Regions from separate parts of the Thunnus thynnus genome. Here region 1 is linked to region 2. Evidence: chromatin contacts called from public Hi-C data. All regions are on one chromosome and are shown on one strand. The core of a region is the stretch at or near the end of the contact, and the rest is flanking DNA. Distances in the headings are between cores, read along the strand shown.

Evidence for each region. Hi-C and Micro-C count contacts between places; a contact is called where the count stands out from the background.
Region 1: a Hi-C map of muscle shows a contact between it and region 2, with 11 times the contacts expected there. The contact joins the promoter of ccnl1a here to the promoter of ssr3 in region 2. A contact is called at or near these places in 3 of 3 Hi-C or Micro-C datasets (heart and muscle).

What each region holds. Positions count from the first base shown.
Region 1 is chr7:12,327,135-12,332,962 of fThuThy2.1, forward strand. It overlaps ccnl1a (cyclin L1a), which reads left to right and starts at 2,007. Exons shown (of 10, transcript XM_067594413.1): 1 at 2,007-2,332; 2 at 2,553-2,627; 3 at 3,325-3,434; 4 at 5,377-5,497; 5 at 5,739-5,803. The coding sequence starts at 2,093. lekr1 (Leucine-, glutamate- and lysine-rich protein 1) reads left to right here. Exons shown (of 12, transcript XM_067594412.1): 12 at 1-1,874.
Region 2 is chr7:12,154,000-12,159,523 of fThuThy2.1, forward strand. ssr3 (signal sequence receptor, gamma) reads right to left here and starts at 2,304. Exons shown (of 5, transcript XM_067594410.1): 1 at 2,072-2,304; 2 at 907-1,033; 3 at 421-519. The coding sequence starts at 2,297.

The sequences.
Region 1 (5,828 bases), core at 757-3,256, 170 kb after region 2:
CTGTCACCTGCAGGTTCCCATCAAGTACACAGCAACCTACAACTTCACTATTTTTGCCTGCAGACCCAGAAAAGAAGTAGAACTTTTGAGCTGGTAAAATACCTGGCACCGTTTCCCGTGTGTCATTTAATTTGTGGTAATTTGATTACTGTTATTTAGGAATATGCACCATGTGAGCACAAAATTAAAACAGTGGTTGATGATCTGTCCACTTGGTCACAAGATGTATTGTAGGGGTCACAAGATAATTAATGGGATAGGCTACAAAAGAGTAAAAAGAAAGTTTTTTTTGTGAAATATTGGATTGTTTAACCTTTAACAATTATTCAAATAAAACAATCTGAGATTACATGCTGTGACAAGTAAAAAGTGCTTCATTTTACTCATTTTTGGGAACCACTTATAAACTATATTATTTGAGGCCTTAAAACATTTGACAGAGGCCCCTTCTTCTACAAGGCAGGGCCTCAAGATTAGGTAATAATGTGAGCTCCATCTCAGTCGATATTCTGCTTTCCTGTTGCAAATACCCTAATAAATGTGAAATAACTCAAATGACTGAAAACAAACTGGCGTGCAGGACACTTACCAGCTTTGCGCAGCTGGTAAGTGTTGCAACTAACAAAGACAGTAATCCAGCAAAAAAATATGTGTGTGTATATAGACACACCATTCACAAAAACAAACACACACTACAGCAGCTTAGGCCCATAAATCAGTTGTTGACAGTAAAACTGTAGCCAAACAAGGTCCAAGGTCAGTGTTATGAGTCCTCACAACACTAGCTCTCTTTACCCCCAGGGAGCTTTTCTTGGTAGAAACATCTGGTGGGTCTCTAGTTCTCTCTGCTGTCCATTTGGCGTTACTGCAAGGCCTCAGGCTATAAAAATCCTGAGGGCTGAACAGTGAGTGAGCACAATGTTTGAACTAATTAAGCATGTGGAGCTGCACCTTCTTTGACGACCTGTACTTCGCACAGTCTTAAAATACAGTTCGTACTGTATCCTAGAACACTTAACCCACCCCTCCCTAACACGATAGTTGTATATTTCATTGGTTGACTTGTATTACGAAACGTATATTTTGAGTAAGTTGGGCGTACAACGCCTATTTCTTACTAACATCTGATAATTTCCGCAATCATTTCTTCTGTTCCTCCTTTTTTTGTGAGGGGCGGATGGATATGTTCCAGAGGTAATGGCGAGAGGTCCGGACTTTCCAGTAACCTACGTCACTGAAACCGTTGGTGGTGACTCGCTTCGTGCTGCCTTCGGGTGATGTCGGAAGTTTTAACAACGCGATTCCGAGAACGTTTATATGGTTTGTAGCCTATTTCCGAGGGGAAGTTATGTGAACTTCAATCAACAAAGCAAAAACAACAGCAAAAATGTTATAACCTATGGTAAAACATTACTACCGTGTAATAACATCTACTAGTGTTAGGAGACTAAGCTAAGTGAGACATGAGTAGTCATAGTAGTCATATAGGCTACATTTTCTGCTGTTTGCCGTGTCGATGCAATGACACATACATGGGGTTTTATTATGATAATGGACAAAAATGAGCCAACTTTTGTTTTTGTTAGTCGGTCGGTTTGTTATCATTTATGATCCAAAACGATTGATTTTGGAAAAACATAGCTCACGTGGAGATCTTGAAGGTAGCATCCGGTCATATTTACAGTAATGAGTGTAAGCGGTGGAAACAATATTACATTGTATATGAGATCGATTGTTTCGTTAAATATCTGTACAATTGTTTAGTGCTTAAATAACTAGCTCATAGTGAGTTGTAATGTAGACATGTGAAATATATGAACAAAATAAAGAAAGGGTGAATGGTGATTACTTGATGAAAGAGGGCCAGCTTTAATACATGTTTCATACTGAACACAGTTTGTGAACGCTTTTGGGGAAAGGTATGTATGCTTTTGCTCAATAATTCAACATTGCTGGACTATTTTAGCAGCGCGGATGTGCACTAACGTCTGAGAGTCAACAGGGCAGTGACGTCACGCGCTGTGTCAGTTCATCCTGCTCCGCCGTCGCTCTGTCGAGGCTGAGCTGAGAAACTGCTGTTGTTCGGGCGAAGATGGCCGCGGGTCCCCTATCTGTATCTTCCAACGCGTCCACAAACAACGATGGCATCCTTATTGGTGACAAAGTTTACTCGGAGGTGTACCTCACGATCGATAACTCTCTCATACCAGAGGAAAGGCTCTCTCCGACGCCGTCGATGCTGGATGGCCTCGACCTGAGCACGGAGACCGACCTTCGCATCCTTGGGTGTGAATTGATTCAGTCGGCGGGTATTCTTCTCCGGCTACCGCAGGTAAATCTTCTTGAGTACCTAATGTTAAACATATTTGTGTGGTGAATGGACACTGAGCAACAAGCTGGTGTGTTTTTGTAGTCCTCAACACGTTGCGGCCTGCTTGTTAGCAGTTTGCTCATGTTGGCGTGGTGGAGCTAAAATGGCGGCGGCCCATTGTGTAAGGACAGGCTAGATTATACAAGAGTTTAAACATTGTGTCCTGTGTTTTTCTCGACAGGTGGCAATGGCAACGGGGCAGGTGCTTTTTCATCGGTTTTTCTACTCCAAGTCCTTTGTGAAGCACAGCTTTGAGGTAAGTCCATTGAAGTTAATGTGTTGCTGGCTAGCTTAACGTCATGGTTACGTTCCCGGCAGCCATGTTGTCGATACGTTGTCTTTTTGAACTGCTCTAAGACAATGAAGGGACAATGTGAAGATCAGTGCGAAACAATACGAAACTCAAAAGTTCAGACATGACGCTGGATCGACACATGTATTTTCCTCTAGTTGTATATTCACCTGACAGCCAGTCTTCAAACTTTCCGACAGATTTTAAATATTAGATAGATACTTTATTAAACCGAAAGTAAAGTTTATAATGTTTCAGCAACCAACAATGAGGTAATAACGTAAAAGAAACAAAGGCGAAATCATATACACTAAACTAATTCATCCTTAATAACGGTACACGCAACTTTGTATGTTGTATACCAACACATTTATGATAAAATCGTGAGTTCAGTGTGATTTATAAAGCTGTCTTGACAATATATTTACAGTCGTCCCCACAAAGGGACTAATTCTCATAATCCTAATATCAAGTTAATTAATACCTATCATAGTATAAATAGGGAAAATATTACGAAATCTGCTGACAGTTAACAAATGTCTGTTCTCGTGCTGCACGTTTCGTCATATAGACCAACTTTGTGGTCACATTACCGCTGGTTGCATGTCTTAGGCATGGAACTCTTCCTTCCAACTTTTTGCTTTGATTTCCCTCTTTCCAGATTGTTGCTATGGCTTGTATCAACTTGGCATCCAAGATCGAAGAAGCCCCACGACGAATACGAGACGTCATCAATGTGTTCCACTACCTGAGACAGATCAGAGGCAAAAAGTAAGCATCAACATTGAATCCAGTCTTCTCTCTATGGAAATAATGTTTTTTGTTACGTGGAACATGTTGCATTGCATTTGTTTCTTTATCCAATGTTGTATGATGTTGATCTGTTTTTGCTGTGAAAGTGCTCTTCTGTTTATCCATGTACTCTAAACCATTTTAAAACTTTTCAGTTTCCTCTACACTGGTAGTTTCAGAAGTGTCAATGTCTACATATAACATCTAAGTTTGACATTACACTGAAATTGAATTCTCAACAAACGCACTTTAAAAACTGGAGTGCATTGAAAGACAAGGCACAACTGCGTTGTTTGCGTGTGCCTTTGTCTTCATAGAAATCTGTTCATGTCAGTACTGTAGACCTTGGCATTAACTTGGCTTCTTTTTTCCCTTGCAACCAACTAACAGCGACCAGCTACATTTACCAAAGCCTGGGTGATGTGGAATGGTACGTAAGATGAAGCAGTCGGCATGACAACCATGATGCGAGGGGGTCTCTCTCCTCCCCCAGGCCCACCCCACCCCCTTCCTGTGGGAGACGCCCGTGGTCTGAGCCACCGCGGGGCACTGGGATCGGGGATGACAGGTTGGCCGAAGGTCCTTGGCCCCTGGGGCACCTTGAGGACTCCTGTGGTTCAATCTTAAGCTTTGGGTATCTGTCCGTCAATCTGCGGACCATTGGGTAATGTAGTTTTCTTCTCTGACTGCTCCTCACCATATATTTTGTTTGTGCTTCAAAAGCAAAACTCCATTCACCAACTGCTATTCATGGCTTTTATAGAAATATCACCTTGTTCGTTGGCGGTAGAATGATTGGATTCTTGTAGGTTAAGCAGTTACTTTGTATGTCTTGTTTAGGGTCAGTGCATGCACCATAGTCTCGATAGTTTGGCATTATATGTAGTTTGTTTGACTCGGCTTTAAAGTAAACGTACCAACAATCATAATGCACTTGCAGTAAGTTAATATTTTAGATGTGAGTTATGTTGATCCTGGAAGTTTCTTCTGTGCATGTGGTTTGTAGCATGACAATATTCATCTTTTTAATTTATTTAATTTGGAACATCAAATTACTAGGTTTGAATCTTTAATTTGATTGTTGTTGATTCTTAAATGGTTAAATGCTGTTTACTACTTACAAGTGTTTGAAGGATGTCAGTCAGGGTTTTGTTTCAGATGTGATGTAGGTAGTACATTACAGAAAACGTATAGTGGTAGCAGAGTCTGACACAGCCTGTGAAGAGGCTTATCAATCAAAATTTATCTAACCCAAATTGTATCAATATTATCATGATTCCACCCTGATGGGTTTTGGATATTTGTTACATAAATACAATTTTTAGATTTTTATAACAGTGGCAAGTTAAACGATCTCCCACTTTGTTGAAACACAATGTTTTGTGGGTTTGTTTTGTAGCGTTTGCAGTTGAGGTAGAAGTAGTTGTCATTTGGTTAACTGTTCTGCTTGTATTTGTTTCCGCGTACTGGCTGTACACAACTAGTGTGTTTTGTATTCTGACCTTGACATTGTAATAAGTCAGATTGATCTTAGATGGCTCCTTGTAAAAGCTTTGCATGCCATTTGAGTTTGTAGTTCAGGTTTGAAGGCTGTAGAATAGCGTCTGCATGTTGAAGCAGTGATGTGGTCAACGAACGAGTTTATTTCTGTGAAAGCTGTGATACAGGGTGATTGAGGTTGAGGGCTGTCTGCAGATCCCATAAGCTTCCACTGGAACCACAGGAGTCCACAAACCCCAGCAGACTGTCAGGCATGTTAACAGTTAAACCTGTTGCTTTGAGTTGGTTGAAACGGGAAAAAAGAAAAGAGTACAAGAAATCAGAAGGGCACTTTGCTTTTGTTTGTTTTTTGTTTTGTTTTTTTTACTTTCATTTCGCAAGGGGGGAAACATTATTTTATTTTGATTCCTTTATAAAATAGGACTCCAAGTTCATTGATACTTGATCAGAACTACATTAACACCAAAAACCAAGTCATCAAAGCGGAACGGCGGGTCCTGAAGGAGCTGGGCTTCTGTGTGCATGTCAAGCATCCCCACAAGGTGAGTTTATGTTGAAGTTTTTATTACTAAGCATTTATGCCGCGACTCTGTAGTGCAGTGTAGCTGCAGGTTTGCTCCTCTGTGCAGATACAACAACACAGGAAGCCGCTTTTCTCAGTTCTCAGAACAGGCATCTCTCACTTCCGCTATTCTCACTTCTCAGAACAGGCTTCAGCTTGAACAATGGCACACCTGGAGTCATTTGTGTGTTTTGTAACATGCAACCATTTTATCATTCCAGATTATCGTCATGTACCTTCAAGTCCTGGAATGTGAAAAGAACCAAACACTGGTCCAGACGGCCTGGTAAGTTTCTTCCTCGTGTTCCACT
Region 2 (5,524 bases), core at 1,054-3,553:
CCATAATTACAAAAAAAGTCAACAGGCTTGCAACAAGACATGACTGTGTGACTGCTCTGAAGCCAGGTGACAACACCGCATTTAAATTTCATACACATGTATGTCTGACACATTACACTTTTATCCAGACGGGCTAAGTCTCAACTTGTTTTATTCTTTAAAATGTTTCCTCTCATCCAAAGAGCTTCTTCACTTCTGACTAACTAGAGGCGAGTCCCAGACGTCTGCAGGGTCGTTAACCTAGATTAAATGTCAGAGATTCCTCACCTCACCAACCCAAAACAAGGCCAGCTGTCCTTGACTTAACCCTTCTGGATATACCGTTACTCTATGACTGATGAACTTCACAGACTTATCACAATGACTTCGTCAAAGCTAAGTGGAAATAATCCAGCACAACACTGTTTCAACATGTTTTACCTCTCATCTTTCTCCTTGCGGGACATTTTGCGGTTGTCTGCCTCAGACAACTTCCTGGTCACCTCCTTGGAAACAGCATCCTCACGTTTCTGGGCAACTCTGGAGGATCAAGAGAGAAAAGTTGCAAATATTAGGAGTCAGGGGGAGATTTTTCTCAAACTTAGAAAATATATTTTGAGGCAAAGTGACTGATAAGAATAAAAATGTACTTGATGGTTAACTAGTAATCCCCTCAGTTGTGGTTACAAAGCACTTTGTTTACTGAACAGCTAATCAAATGTACTGGCATGAGTATTGCATCTTGGATTCTTACTCTGCCTGCTTAAATAGACTCAAACTTCACTCAAAAGGCATAAAAATCATGTGTTACATGTCTCGAGAAAGGCAACAGCAACATGATGTTATGACACCAGGCAGATCAATGAATGCTAACGACCACTAAACTAATCATCTAACTCAATGTTGTGCTGTGTTTTTCCGTCTTACTTGTGTTTGAGAACAAACTTGACGTTCTTGTAGGCAAAGGCCACCAGGTAGGTGCTGACCAGAGTCATCACAGCGTACAGGACTGCAGACTGGACCAGGTCCATGTGCCAAATCCTCCAAAACAGCCCTAAAGAGACAGACAGAGACAATCACACTGTTAGCAATGTTTTAAAATGATTTTAGGTCAGTGAGCTTTTAAATACGCTGCCTCTTCCTGCTGGAACAATGTACAGAAGGATCTGAAATTGTCAGAGCTGATTATAACGGGGGATTTCAGTCCATTTTAAAGGATCTAGAAAATAGTACTCTTGGTCAATGTGACTTTCCACTGAAATCATCCCTGTTTATGCATCATAACTGGATTTTTGTCCTTGTATTGCATACTAATTGGATATTGTTGTGTTCACTTGTTTGTGGAGTGTGACCGTTGTCTTCATCCGTTTGTGTTGTTTGTGTTTATTGTAGTAACGATGCTTATGCTTCTCTCTTGGCCAGATCACTGTTTGAAAAAGAGATTTTAATCTCAATGAGTGAGCTTATCTATTTTTATTTTAACATGAATCCCTCTGTACAGGTCAAGTAGAACCTATGATCATGAAATGAGTAATTCATTGTGAGGCAATGTACTGTTATACCTTGTTGTACATGTGTCAGTGTACCATTCTGTACTTTTTGTTGTTTGTTTCCTTTTTTGTATGTCTATCTTGTATAAATGTAAAAGATTTTAATCTCAATGAGACTTTTCACCTGGTTAAATAAAGGATAAGAAGAGTATGCAGTTTGTGTGCAAAAGCTTTTTGGTGTTTTCCATAAACTAAAACCAGTGTAGAGTAAACTAAAGATTGTGAATTCATCTTCATATTTTATATTTTCACTACAACATGGACCTATCTGCTTATTACCAAAGTCCTAACCAGCTACAACACATAATTACAGGAACTCTGCTGCTACACTTTTCATGACAGTTACTCGGATACAGGAAACATATCGCAGCTATTCTTGTTCATAATAGCATTTTATTATGTCTAATCTCACTGAAGCAGTCCTTGCAGGTACTCTGAGCAGCCAATCAGTCCGTTTTTCCCCCCTGTATTGAATGAATGGTAAGTGTTAGCTCAGCTGGTTAGCAGCAGCCAGCTTGTGCAGTGTGTGTGCGGATACTCACAGATGGGGATGGCGGAGACGATGAGAGCATTGCCGTAAAACAGCGCGGTGGACTTGGCTGAGAGGTTTCTGCTGAAGTCCTGGAGCAGAAGGTCTTCCTCGGACTGTTGCTTGCTGCTGCCTTTAGGTGCCATGTCTGCGGATTGAGCGGCCTGTCTGCTGCTCGGCTCTGGACACAAGAAGACTGACACGTCGGAGTAGAAGGAGACGAGAGGACGCGTCAGCATAAAGCCGGAAACACGTCAGCTTTCTTACCGTCTGTCTGGAAGAACGACGCGCTCTCAGCTCACTGCTGCCCCCCGCAGGACGGGAGGAGGGATCGCTGTAGTCTGCTGATGTGTGACAGACGTACTTCACTTACTGTAGGTTGAATTACAATGCCAAATGAAATGCACCTATATCTTCTTCGAACAAATGTTAAGGAATAGGACTGCTGTCAAATTAAACCTGGGATGTTATGTAACTGAATTATTGAATTGTATGAATTAAGGTGATTTACACCTTTCAGCATTTTCAGGCTTTTCAACCTCACAACAAGTGTCTCAGATTTCAGCCTGAACTGTCCCACATTAGGGAATGCACATAATCTGGGACAATTTGGCACAAGGAGCAATTTTATATTCACCGTTTACTATTCCTAGTGTGATACCTGCATTCTCTTTTCCAATATGATTAGAAAACACCTTGGGGATTTCAGAGTGGCATCGGCTGCAGATATAACGTATTGGCTTCAAATTGAAATGTACTTCTGAAGTGCCAATTGCAAACCTACATTACTCTAATTGTCCCTACAGAACAAATGTATTTAAATACTTTTTTTAAAAAAACTTTTGCAGTGTTTATATACTTCTTACTCATTTTATTTATATTTTTTAACCTCTTACCAGGCACACCTATTTTTCTGTAGGGTCCTGAAAATAATATAGCCAAAATAAAAAGGTTACTGTTCATGAATGTGGTCTTGAACTGAATTGAACTGAATAGAATTGAATTGAATTGAACTGAAAATTGAAATTGGAAGGACACTGCATTGGTATTACTACATTATTTGACACAGCTTTGCTTTCCAACAGGGTCAGTTCACACCAAAAATAAAAAATAAATAAAATTAAATAAAATTAAATGTTTACTTTCCTTAGGAGCAGATCATTTAAATTGTCCAGGTTTTGATTTATCCATCTCTGAGATTTATTCCATTTATCCCAATATAATACAATTCACAAAGGTGAACGACAACATTATAAATTGTGATTTAAAATTGAGATTAACCTGTTAAATGACACTTTAGCCTCCGTAACTTTGGTTCAGGATCACTTATACTCATTCTGACTTTTTGGTTGTAAAAGTTAAAGAGTTACTTTTTAAATGAGACCATAGTTATGAACAGTAGTCTTTTTATTTTGGATATATTATTTTCCGGCCTCTGCACAAAAATAGGGGTGCCTTGTAAGAGTTTAAAAACATCCAGGAAAAAAGTCCTCCCAAATGTCAAACCACAGACCTCACTGTCAACAGTTTTCATTTGAACAGCAATGAAAAAAAAAAAGTCCCAGTGAAAACATTTAGACAGCATGATTGTGCATCTCAAAACCTGGGCAAAGATTTTTGTTTTTTGAGTGAACCTATCTTTCAAACCCTCTTTTCTATATTAAGTTCTCATTTTTGACTACTTTGAGTGCAGGTTCCAAAAGCATCAAGATGAAAAAATTACATCAGCTTCCTAACTTTAAAAAATCCTACAAACTGTGTTTTTCATTAAAACATCTACACGTCTTCAAAGCTGCCTCTTATCATCTGCAAATATCAGCCTCAAAAGAAGATATAACGGACCAAATGTGCAGTTCCTCTTTTCAGTAGAATCATTACTTGCTCACTGTACCACCACTACCATCCAATTAAAGTCACATCAGCATGTTTCTTTGTAGATGCCTCAGTCTTTATTACTTTGACAAAAAACTTCTTTTTCCCTGGGTAGAACAGAAAACTGCTCTGCCTTTCTTATTCAGTCATTTTCCAATTTCTCATAGACTCCAATTACTCCCCTTTCCTCCACTTTCCTCTTTGGATGCTCCATAAACTACACTTCTCCCCTTACAGCGCTGTTTGCCACTTTCAAGAACTACGAGCTTTTGGAGCAGAAGCTGTCGCTGCATATGGAAAGTCTTCTCATGGTGAGGGGTTTGAAGTTCAGGCTCTAAAACAAAGCATCTACCAGAGTTACTGCAGCACTTGCAGGATTCACATTTTGCCCACTAGAGGTCAATATCTTCATGTTGGTACATGTCAGTTTAGTTATTCATGTGAGGCACATCTCCTGAGGGACTGACAGTGAGTGCAACAGTAGAGCTGTGAGTCACAAACAATCAAGAAGAATAAGGTCATGGCCTCATAGTAGTTATAGTTATTTTAGTGACAGAAAAAGGGTGTATATTTCCTTTTTAGGGTTTTAAAGGAGCAATTACACTGTGTAGAGGGGTGGATATCATTCAGTGGGGAGAGATTTGAAGTAATTCTTGAGAAAATGAGCTTTCAGGTCTACAGCAGAAGTTTGTAATGACCAGTTTTGGGGGTAACATAGAACAAAGTAATGCATTAGAGTACTCAGATTACTTTTTTGTTGTAACAAGTGACATAAGGATTAGTTTTGCAATTCAAATAATCAGTTATTTATTTACATTTTCAAATAAACAATCCATTACTGTTAAAATACTCTAGCAGGCTGAGGATTTGCCATGGCAAGAACTCAAGCAGAGAGATGATCTCATGAGAGACTGTGTGATTTTATTGGTAGCAACAAGCAAACCATCAACACTGTGATGCCCTCTCACAGCATGCTGGAGGGAAGGTACTAACTGTGCCAAAAATGCATTCTTTCACAACAGCAAACTGTAAACTACTATAAACATTGTAGAAACAATGTGAAGAACAGTAACACTAATGACTATGTACCAACTAACATCTGTGATGATTTAGGACACAATTTATCTTAAAGGTGCAGTGTATAGAATGTAGTGGCATCTAGAAGAAAGGACTTGGCAGAAATGGAGTATAATATTCATAAGTATATTTTAATTAGTGTATAATCACCTGAAAATAATAATCGTTGTATTTTTGTTACCTTAGAATGAGCCCTTTATATCTACATAGGGAGTGGGTCCTCTTCCATGGAGGCCGCCGTGTTGCGCCACCATGTTTCTACAGTAGCCCAGAATGGACAAACCAAACACTGGCTCTAGAGAGGGACTTTCGCATTTTTTGCAAGTTTCACAGCCACCGTAGGTTCTCCTACACACTTGGAAGGGGACAGGAGAAGTATTCGGTTGGTTGCAATCTGCAACCTCACCACTAGATGTCACTAAATCTTACACACTGGTCCATCAAGCTTATGTCCATAAACACATTGCCTCTGAGAATGCTGGGAAGCTCTGCCCAGCTACCCCCAAACGTGCTACAA